Regions from separate parts of the Mus musculus genome. Here regions 2 and 3 are each linked to region 1. Evidence: chromatin contacts called from public Hi-C and HiChIP or PLAC-seq data. All regions are on one chromosome and are shown on one strand. Each heading gives the region's core, a stretch centred on a gene start, on an enhancer-like site or on the middle of the called end of the contact. The rest is flanking DNA. Distances are from core to core; before and after follow the strand shown.

Region 1 (2,765 bases), core at 151-2,650:
AGTTAATGAACAGAGTGATTGGATGTCTTTTCAAGAGTGCTTGTTAGTTTGTTTTTGAGTCAATGTATTGGGTAGTTAAGTCTGACCTCTAACCTGCTATGAGGGTGGAAGAATGACCTTGAACTTCTAACCCTCCTGTACTGAGATTATCATGACAACACATCCCTTCTGTGTGATGCTGGGATCTAACTCAGGGCTTTTATAAATACCAGGCAAGATTCTACTAACTGAGCCACATCACCTGAGTTCACACTAATCATTATGCAAGTATTTCCTAGTTGGATGATCATGATTGAAAAAGGATGTTTCCGCTCTGCCCTCCTTCGTTTGTGTGTGCGTGTTTGTGTCATGGAATGCATGTGCGGAGGTCAGAGGACAACTTCAGGAGCTGGCTCTCTCCTTCTACCGTGTGGGTCCTGGGGACCAAATGTAGGTCGCCAGGCTTGGCTGCAAGCTGCTCTCCCTGCTGAGTCATCTCACAGGTCTTGCTTCGTCTTTTGCTTTGGATTCATTTTATTAAATGCTGAAACACTATTGAAATATCTCATCCTTTAAAAACAACTACAAAACAAAACAAAAAAATCAAAACAAAAACAACAACAACAAAAAAAAACCCACCCCAAATCCCAACCCTCTGAAATTCTCACTGGAGGAAGTTGTTGGTCAATTAGATTGGAAAGCATGACTCAATCAGCTAACTCTCAGAATTTGCTCTAATAAGATTTTCCTTTCTTGTAAACCCGGATACTGCAAGCTTATAAAAGAGCTTTTATGGATAACGTGCTTGCCAACAAAACACTTGCATATTCCTCACTTTCAAATTACACAAATGTTGCTGGATCCTGTTTGTTTGTTTGTTACAAGAATTCTTTTTTTTTTTTTTTAAACCAACCCCTGCAAACTTGCAATGTATGTATGTAAAGTGTCAATTACAAGGAAGGAGTCCTGGACCAAAAAGAAAAAAAAAATGCTGTTCTCCAACCTCATGTAACATTAACGCCCATCTGACAGATTCTTGGCACAGGCAACTTTGGGGGAGGTGAGGGAGCCCACTTCCATACCACACATATATAACAGACTAGACAGGATCGAGTGGGAAGCTGAGTTGCCATGGTGACATTATGGCAGGAAATGGAATTGCGAAGGGTTGGCAATTTTCTTTCCAATCCCCTAGATTTTTTTTTTTTAAAGCATTAATGTAATGAATGGGTTTCCCTTGGGCAGACTTTTGAATTGCCCATACAGGCTGGCCCTGGGCTTCTATTTCATTTTGGTGACAGTAATCTTGTAAGTGAGGGGGGGAGCTTCGTGCTGCTGGCTGGAAAGAATGCTCTCTCCTGTTATGCAAAGAGCCAAGCCTTATGTACACAGAGACCCAAAAGACCTTCCTTCAGTCTGACCTTTGTGCACAGTACAGAGCAGGACTTGGACCAGAAAGCTAGGGACAGTAGGGTGTCACACCAGAGAATGTTATCTAGAACAGACCCTTACCATCTGGACACTGCACAAAGCCAAGACTAGAGGGATATGCATTCATGGTTGGGAGAGGAATTTCCAGAAGTAATGTGCTGATTTTGGTTTGTGTCCACTCCGCTCACCTCTTTCTTTCCTAAGCATCCCCCCTCCCCATTCTAGAGATGGAGAAGGAGGTAAAGCCGGGGAAACTCGGGGATGCTCTGAATGTAAAGTAGATGGTTATATTCAAACAGTGGAGAACAGAAAAGAAACAAGCAACAATGCACCCAAGAAGGGCTGGTACGGCAGTCAAGACACACCAACGAACAGTGATTAGAGTTTAACAGAAAACAGAAAAGCTCATTCTTTATGTTGGCATTTCCACCCACTCAAACCTTGACTGGCCCTTGCTTTAAATCATAGGCAGTTGTAGAGTTAACCCAAGAGAAAATGGAGCCGTTTTTAATGTCCTCTGTTACATGAGCTTTATACTTGGGGTCTTATTTTATTTGGACCACTGTTCCATGGGAGAGGTCTTAGGGGCTCTATTTATAGATCAGAAAACTGCTCTGGGGGGTTGATGCAACTATCCAAGGTCGCACAGGAAGCCAAGGGTCGCAATGAGAGTTCACGTGTAGACTTGTCTCTGAAACACTGGGCTTCATCTACTACGACAAATACTAATCCATACACACATCCAGTACTCTTTTCCAATCAAGACTTCATTTCTGACATTATATATGGACGTAGACTCTCTTCCTTCTCTTCCTGATTGTGCCACTGTTCAGGCGCTGTTCATGCAATTAAAATGAAAATAGGAACTGGTGAGATGACTCAGCATGTAAAGGCGCAACCTGTCACCTGACCCTCCCCCCCGCCCCCACACTATAGCCCGTGTACCTACATGCACGCATATGCAAACCTAAAAGAATATATATATATATACACACACACACATATATATATATATATATATATATATATATATATATATATATATATATATATATATAAAAGGTGAAGGAAAAGAATGTGAAACCCTCTGGCCTTTCTCTACTCATAAACTGCAGTTTTTGGAGAGAATACAACCTTATATTATTTGATGTTTCTATCCTGGTTTAGTGGGTTTTGTGTCTCTTGTTTTGCTTCAGATTGAGTGTTGTTTAGAAGGTTAAGCTAAAAGAATGCTCATCAATACATCCATTCATTCATTATTTACCTATCATCTACCTGTATTCTTTCTCTTTCTCCAGTCTCCTCATCTGATTTTTTAGCTAAAGCTCTTGATGGTTGTGACTGTCTGAAGACTA
Region 2 (2,700 bases), core at 14-2,513, 280 kb after region 1:
GATGGGACCTCTGGTGAGAGATCCTTAGCACCGGGCAGCTGTCAATGCCTTCCTGAGGAAATCAATTCTTGACCCCATTGTTTTTAGTGCAGGATAAAATTGTCATGAGCTGGGCTGGCTTATGTCTAGAGGATAATCGTTTTACATCTTCCTCAAATATTTTATTTATTTTGCATGTAAGGCCATGTGGTCAAAGGTGGACGTGTATGAGAATCAGAGCCTCAATACAATCCCCCTAGTGATGACGTTTGTGAGAGAACTAGAGATTTTAGGGTTTCCTCAAACTGGGAGGGGGGTCCTTTAACCACACAATTCCCTCCTCATACACAAACGAATAATAACACAATCTGGGTGCAGCAGAGCAGACAGAAGCTCTGGGGCGGGTGAAGAGGGGAGGGGCCTTGCCAATCATTGCACACTGGGCCAAATGCGTTCCCAGCTCAGCAAAACTACAAAGTCCTTTGGAACGCTCGGTGTGTGTGTGTGTGTGTGTGTGTGTGTGTGTCTGTGTGTGTCTGTGTGTGTGTGTTTTAGTTGATTCAGTGCTGTGCAAAAAATGTTAGCACTCAAGGAAAAAGGTGATCTACCGTAATGGAGGGCAGTGCGTTAAATCCACACCAGCCTAAACCTCCGCAGGTATATATGTTTCCATTCCTCAGAGCTTGCTAGTGCTACCTGAGAGACTGGTGTTTTTTTATGTAAATAAAAACCATTAGTATATGTAAAAAACAAAACAAAACAAAACAAAAAAAACCCTGCAATTACACAAATCACAGCCACGAGCCAACCATATCAGTTAATGACAGCTTTCTGTCTTGTATATGGGAAAAGGCTTGTGTTTGAGGTGGTACCTTGTGACAAAAAAAAAAAAAAAAAAAAAATAGCAGAGAGACTCCTCCCTAGCCTTCCAGTGGGAACCATACAAAGCAGTCTGGTGGATGGTGGGGGAAATCTCAAGCAGCCTCCTGCTGCGAAGCCTGCTTAGCTACTCAAAACCAAACCCAATCTTATCACAGCAGGTCGGTCTTCAAGCGGCGGCTGAGAACTAGCTGGGCTCAGCAGCCTGGGCTCCAGGACTACTCCCCAGAGATGTGGTTCATTAAGCTATTGAGCAGGTCTTCATAGGCTAGTAGATGTTAACCAGAAGTTTGCGGAAGGTTTAAAAGGCATCAATTCTTTATTGAGCTCACGTTTCCAGATACTCCCCAAGTTGTTGTCTGAACCACGGGATTTAGCCCAGATTGCTGTCATTCTAGGCTCCGCCCCACAGTTACCTGGCAACAGCCCGGTGTGCCTGACTCGCTGTAAAAGGGGCTGCTTGCCGCCTTCTCCCTCTCTTCTCTTTCTCCCTCCTCTTGCCCTCTTCTTCCTCTGTCTCTTTTCTTCCTATTTCCTCCCCCCGTTCTCTTCAAGTGCCCATGCCGGCCTTCTCTCTCTCTCTCTCTCTCTCTCTCTCTCTCTCTCTCTCTCTCTCTCTCTCTCTCTCTCTCTCTCTCTCTCTCCCTGCCTATCTGTCTCAACTCCCCTCCCCATGTCCTAAATAAGCTCTATCCTATCCTATACTTTCATGTGGCTGGTCCCTCAGGGGGAAGGGATGCCTCAGCATGGGGCCACAGAGGCACTCCCTTCCCTCACACCTTACTGCACCTGCACCAAACATATCCCTGGCCTTTCTTTTCTTTTTATATAAACACAACATCTCTGTCTCTGTCTCTCTCATGATACGATTTCAAGTATCCTAGACTTTATAGGTAGCAAAGGGTGACTTTGAACTTCTGATCTGCTGATCAGTACCTTTGCAGTTCTGAGAGTAGAAGGGCTTGTGCCCCACCCCACCCCACCCCACCCCACCCCACCCCGAGCCTGGCTTATACAGTGTGGGGACTGAGCAGAGGGCTTCATAAAGGCTTGCAAGCATTTTCTTAAATGAGCCACACCCCCTTCTTGGTTCCCTTCCCCCAAATCACCTCTCCCTCCTCAAGGAAAAGGTAAAACTGTAGGTCTGCCCCAGTCCCTTCTTTGTTCACCTTGATACTTGATGGATGGAAACAATATGCCAGCCATTGTAGGGTTGCCTCCGCCCATGGACCAATATTGTCCCCGAGAGGGACAATCCCTGTCTCTCCTCCACCCGAGGATGTGAGATGTAGAATAGAAAACACTCTGCCTAGCCAAGTAAAGAAAACAACAGGCAGCCAAGCAATTACAGCCTCCTCGTATTATCACTAAGTAGAGTGGAGGGCACAGTGTTAACAATGGGCTCCTGCGCTCTGTTATTCCCACCGCATGTGGCTAATCAGTATTTGCAGTTTATCCAATGGAACAGAGATGGCCCATGGGGGTAAATGGAGCTTCTGGAAGCTTCTGCAGGAAGAGATGGCTGAATCTGTTGAAACTGCCAGATCCTGAATTTCAGATAAATGTATTTATTTCTTTTGCCATTGTCGAAATAGAGACAGGAAGGAACCTGGTCTTCCCTATCCGAATTTGGCTCCTTTATCTCCTTGCTTTAATATCTGTGTTGTGTTTTATTAAAAAAAAGAAGAGCAAAAAAAAAAAAAAAAGGCCAGGGATATGTTTGGTGGAGGCACAGTATGGTGTGGGAGAAAGGGGTGCCTCTGTGGGCCCATGCTGAGGCATCCCTTCCTCCTGAGGGACCAGCCATATGAAAGAATAGTATAGAATAGTTTATTTTGGACA
Region 3 (2,700 bases), core at 36-2,535, 440 kb before region 1:
TCCGTCACTGGCTCCCATTGATGAACATCTCCCATAGAACCCACATAATGAGAACTTTTATGCTAAGGTTGGGATGTCAGGTAAAAGCTTAAATTGTTTCCCTACAAAATTGGACTTTAAAGGCTTTTGATGCCTTAACGGAAATGAAAAATACACTTAGGAACTCTAAGTGCTGGGGCCACCGGGTGGGAAGGACTTTGTATTTCTGAGGTACTCTATTTAGCAAGGCCTCCCAAAGCCACCGTGGCCATGGGGAAACTTCTGCTCTGGCAGCCATAAGCCTCAGTAAAAACTTGAAGCAAAGAGCAGACTCAGCTTCATGGGGTCATCTCTCCTGCAAGACCCGGCAAAGTCAGGGTCTGGGGCTGATTTTATTTCCAGTCTGAAATTGCAGGTGGCTTATGACTCAGGGGACAGGGGTGTGCAGCATACAGAAAAATCATTGAGGGAGAAGGAGGGGGCATGTGTTGCCCAGCTCTGTTGATGAAAACCACTGTTCCTGTCCCTTGTTGGAACATGATTGAGGAACCTTCTGTGTGTTCACACGTTGTCCCCATGCATAGAAGCCAGAGGAAAACTTGGGGTGTCATTACACAAGCGCCATCCATCCACCTTGTCTTCAGAGACAGGTCTCTCCTTGGCCCGGAACTCACCAAGTAAACTAGAGTGGCTGGCCAGCCAGTGGAATCGGCTTGTCTAAACCAACCCAGAGTTGGGACACCGATCCCCTGTGTGAGTTCTGTGGTTCAAACTCAGGCCCCCCAGCTGCAAGGCAAGTACTTGACTGACTGAGCCATCTCCCTAGCCCTCACACTCCTTCCTTGATACAGGGATTTCCAAGCATATAAGGCTTGGAATAAGACAATATTATTGTATTGTCAAGCATAGTAGGCTGCAACCAGCCTTATCAGACTTTATTATCTTTACATATTTGCTTATTTTTGTTGCTTGTTTGTTTTGGACTGGTCATGGCCAGAGCTAACTCCAATGGACAGACCACATACATTTAGGCTTAGGACAGGATTCTGTCTAAACGACAGAGGAGCAGCCTGGAATTTATGCTTCCTCTTTGTTCCGGCTGTAGTCACTACAGCGACTGAACTCTCCGCAGGCAGCTCGACCCCTAGGAGACGGTGCATATTCAGTAACAAATCTCATTTCCTCTCAGACTAAAGGCGATTACAAAAGCCAGCTGGTCCTTCCAGGCTGTTCTGCTAGGTGAGACCTAGATGCGGGAGGCCATTTTCGGATTTTTCACAAGTACCACAAGGTGGCGCAAGAGTACAGGGAATAACTCTTATGCATGCAGGGCTCGCCCTATGGAGAAGACCGAAGGCAAAGAAGCCCCCATCTCAGGTGGCTCGAAAAGAGGCCTGGGTAAGGCCTCAGCTCACTACGCATCTCCACCTATCCTCAGGAACCCAATGGCGCCTGTGTTCAGGAGCTCAAGGGTGCAAGTAAACTATGCCTGAGTCTTCAAGGAAGCTTTAAAGAGGGGTAAGGCTCAGCTTCCATGGCCAAGGCAGGGCTAACAGGCCAGGTAACTAATATAATTGCACCGGGAGCTGAGCCAGCTAATATGATTTTGGCACAACCTGCACACGTTAAAGGCTGGGAAGGTTGACAGAGGAGTGGGGGTGGGGCGGGAGTTGGGGGGCGGGGCACCAAATCCCCAGAAAGCTGGGAAGGGAGGGAGGGAGGGAGGGAGGGAGGGAGCGAGCCTTCCTCATAGGCCTGTGGGGAGGGGTCACCACATGTGGCCTCTCTGTGCTCTCTGGATTTTGAGATAGACTTTTAAAAAGTCAAAGTCTCTCATTAATCATCAATCTCATTAATTAGTCATATACTGATTACATGTTTAGCATTTTGTGCCTCTCAAGCAAGATGAAACAGCAAAATTAATTTCTCCTGTTTCTTTTCTTCTAAGAAAATGTCTCGCTGTATATTTGGTACATGTACCTTCTTCAGATGCTGCCATTCAATGGTGCTTGAGAAATACTGAAGTGCTTCTGGTCCACTGAGGAAAAATAGAGTCTTTAGTCCCTCGGCTCCCGTGTCCCGACTGCCTGCCTGAAGTCCTATCCAGTTAGGCTGGGGGCCTCTTGGTTCCCTGTGCCCATTCCAAGGTGCCCACAATGTCCTGGACCCCAAAGAGGTTGACATTCTTTTTATTGGGGGGGGGGGGTTCAAGACAGGGTTTCTCTGTATAGCCCTGGCTGTCCTGGAGCTCACTTTGTAGACCAGGCTGGCCTCGAACTCAGAAATCTGCCTGCCTTAACTCCCAAGTGCTGGAATTAAAGGCATGCGCCACCATGCCCTGCTGAGGTTGACATTCTTGGTGGTAGCAGCAGAGCCCTGAAGATAAATGTCAGGCTCTTGCTTGGGACGCCTTCCTTAACCTCCGAGGCTGCTGCAGAGGGAGTCGTCAGCTTTTCCTTGCTGGGATGAGATTCCTGAGAGAAATGATTTGGTAGCCTAACAGTTTCAGTGCCCTTGGCACCCTCCCTCAGACTACACAGGACACCCCTGGAGTGCACACTGCATTCTGGGACTCCACACAAAGCCCACCTCCAGTCCCAGCCTCTGCCTGGCACCTTGGACTCCTGGACTCTGCTAACCTCTCAAATTCAGAATGGCTTTCTCCAAGGAATACTGAGATGAGTGTCCTGGTCCTCGGGTTCCCCACCAGCAGCAACACCT

What was found. Hi-C and Micro-C count contacts between places; a contact is called where the count stands out from the background. HiChIP or PLAC-seq counts read pairs in DNA pulled down with a chosen protein or histone mark.
Region 2: an Esrrb HiChIP or PLAC-seq map of embryonic stem cells shows a contact between it and region 1, with 7 times the contacts expected there. The contact joins two enhancer-like sites. A contact is called at or near these places in 1 of 484 Hi-C or Micro-C datasets (forebrain) and 3 of 115 datasets of contacts at active chromatin or transcription factors (embryonic stem cells and pancreatic cancer cells).
Region 3: a Hi-C map of stem cell-derived neural stem cells shows a contact between it and region 1, with 4 times the contacts expected there. The contact joins two enhancer-like sites. A contact is called at or near these places in 5 of 39 promoter capture datasets (cranial neural crest, embryonic stem cells, frontonasal cranial neural crest and 2 more), 81 of 484 Hi-C or Micro-C datasets (the AML12 cell line, B cells, the BV-2 cell line and 42 more), 6 of 115 datasets of contacts at active chromatin or transcription factors (bone marrow-derived dendritic cells, embryonic basal ganglia, embryonic stem cells and 2 more) and 1 of 9 other capture datasets (embryonic stem cells).

The regions. Positions count from the first base shown.
Region 1 is chr10:69,857,701-69,860,465 of GRCm38.p6, reverse strand. The region is part of intron 8 of Ank3 (ankyrin 3, epithelial); the gene reads right to left. Among named protein-coding and RNA genes, the nearest start is that of Gm33416, 7.3 kb to the left of the region's middle. Within about 2 kb of position 1,400, at least 57 of the 459 cell types and tissues checked have an H3K27ac peak or open chromatin away from gene starts, as enhancers often do. A contact at or near this core is called in the N1E-115 cell line, brain, cerebellum and 3 more, where this site is marked.
Region 2 is chr10:69,572,829-69,575,528 of GRCm38.p6, reverse strand. All of the region lies in intron 1 of Ank3 (ankyrin 3, epithelial), which reads right to left. Among named protein-coding and RNA genes, the nearest start is that of Gm33464, 11 kb to the right of the region's middle. Within about 2 kb of position 1,263, at least 41 of the 459 cell types and tissues checked have an H3K27ac peak or open chromatin away from gene starts, as enhancers often do. A contact at or near this core is called in embryonic stem cells and forebrain, where this site is marked.
Region 3 is chr10:70,295,571-70,298,270 of GRCm38.p6, reverse strand. All of the region lies in intron 2 of Gm40687 (a long non-coding RNA gene), which reads right to left. Among named protein-coding and RNA genes, the nearest start is that of Gm33704, 3.5 kb to the right of the region's middle. Within about 2 kb of position 1,285, at least 37 of the 459 cell types and tissues checked have an H3K27ac peak or open chromatin away from gene starts, as enhancers often do. A contact at or near this core is called in the N1E-115 cell line, brain, cerebellum and 1 more, where this site is marked.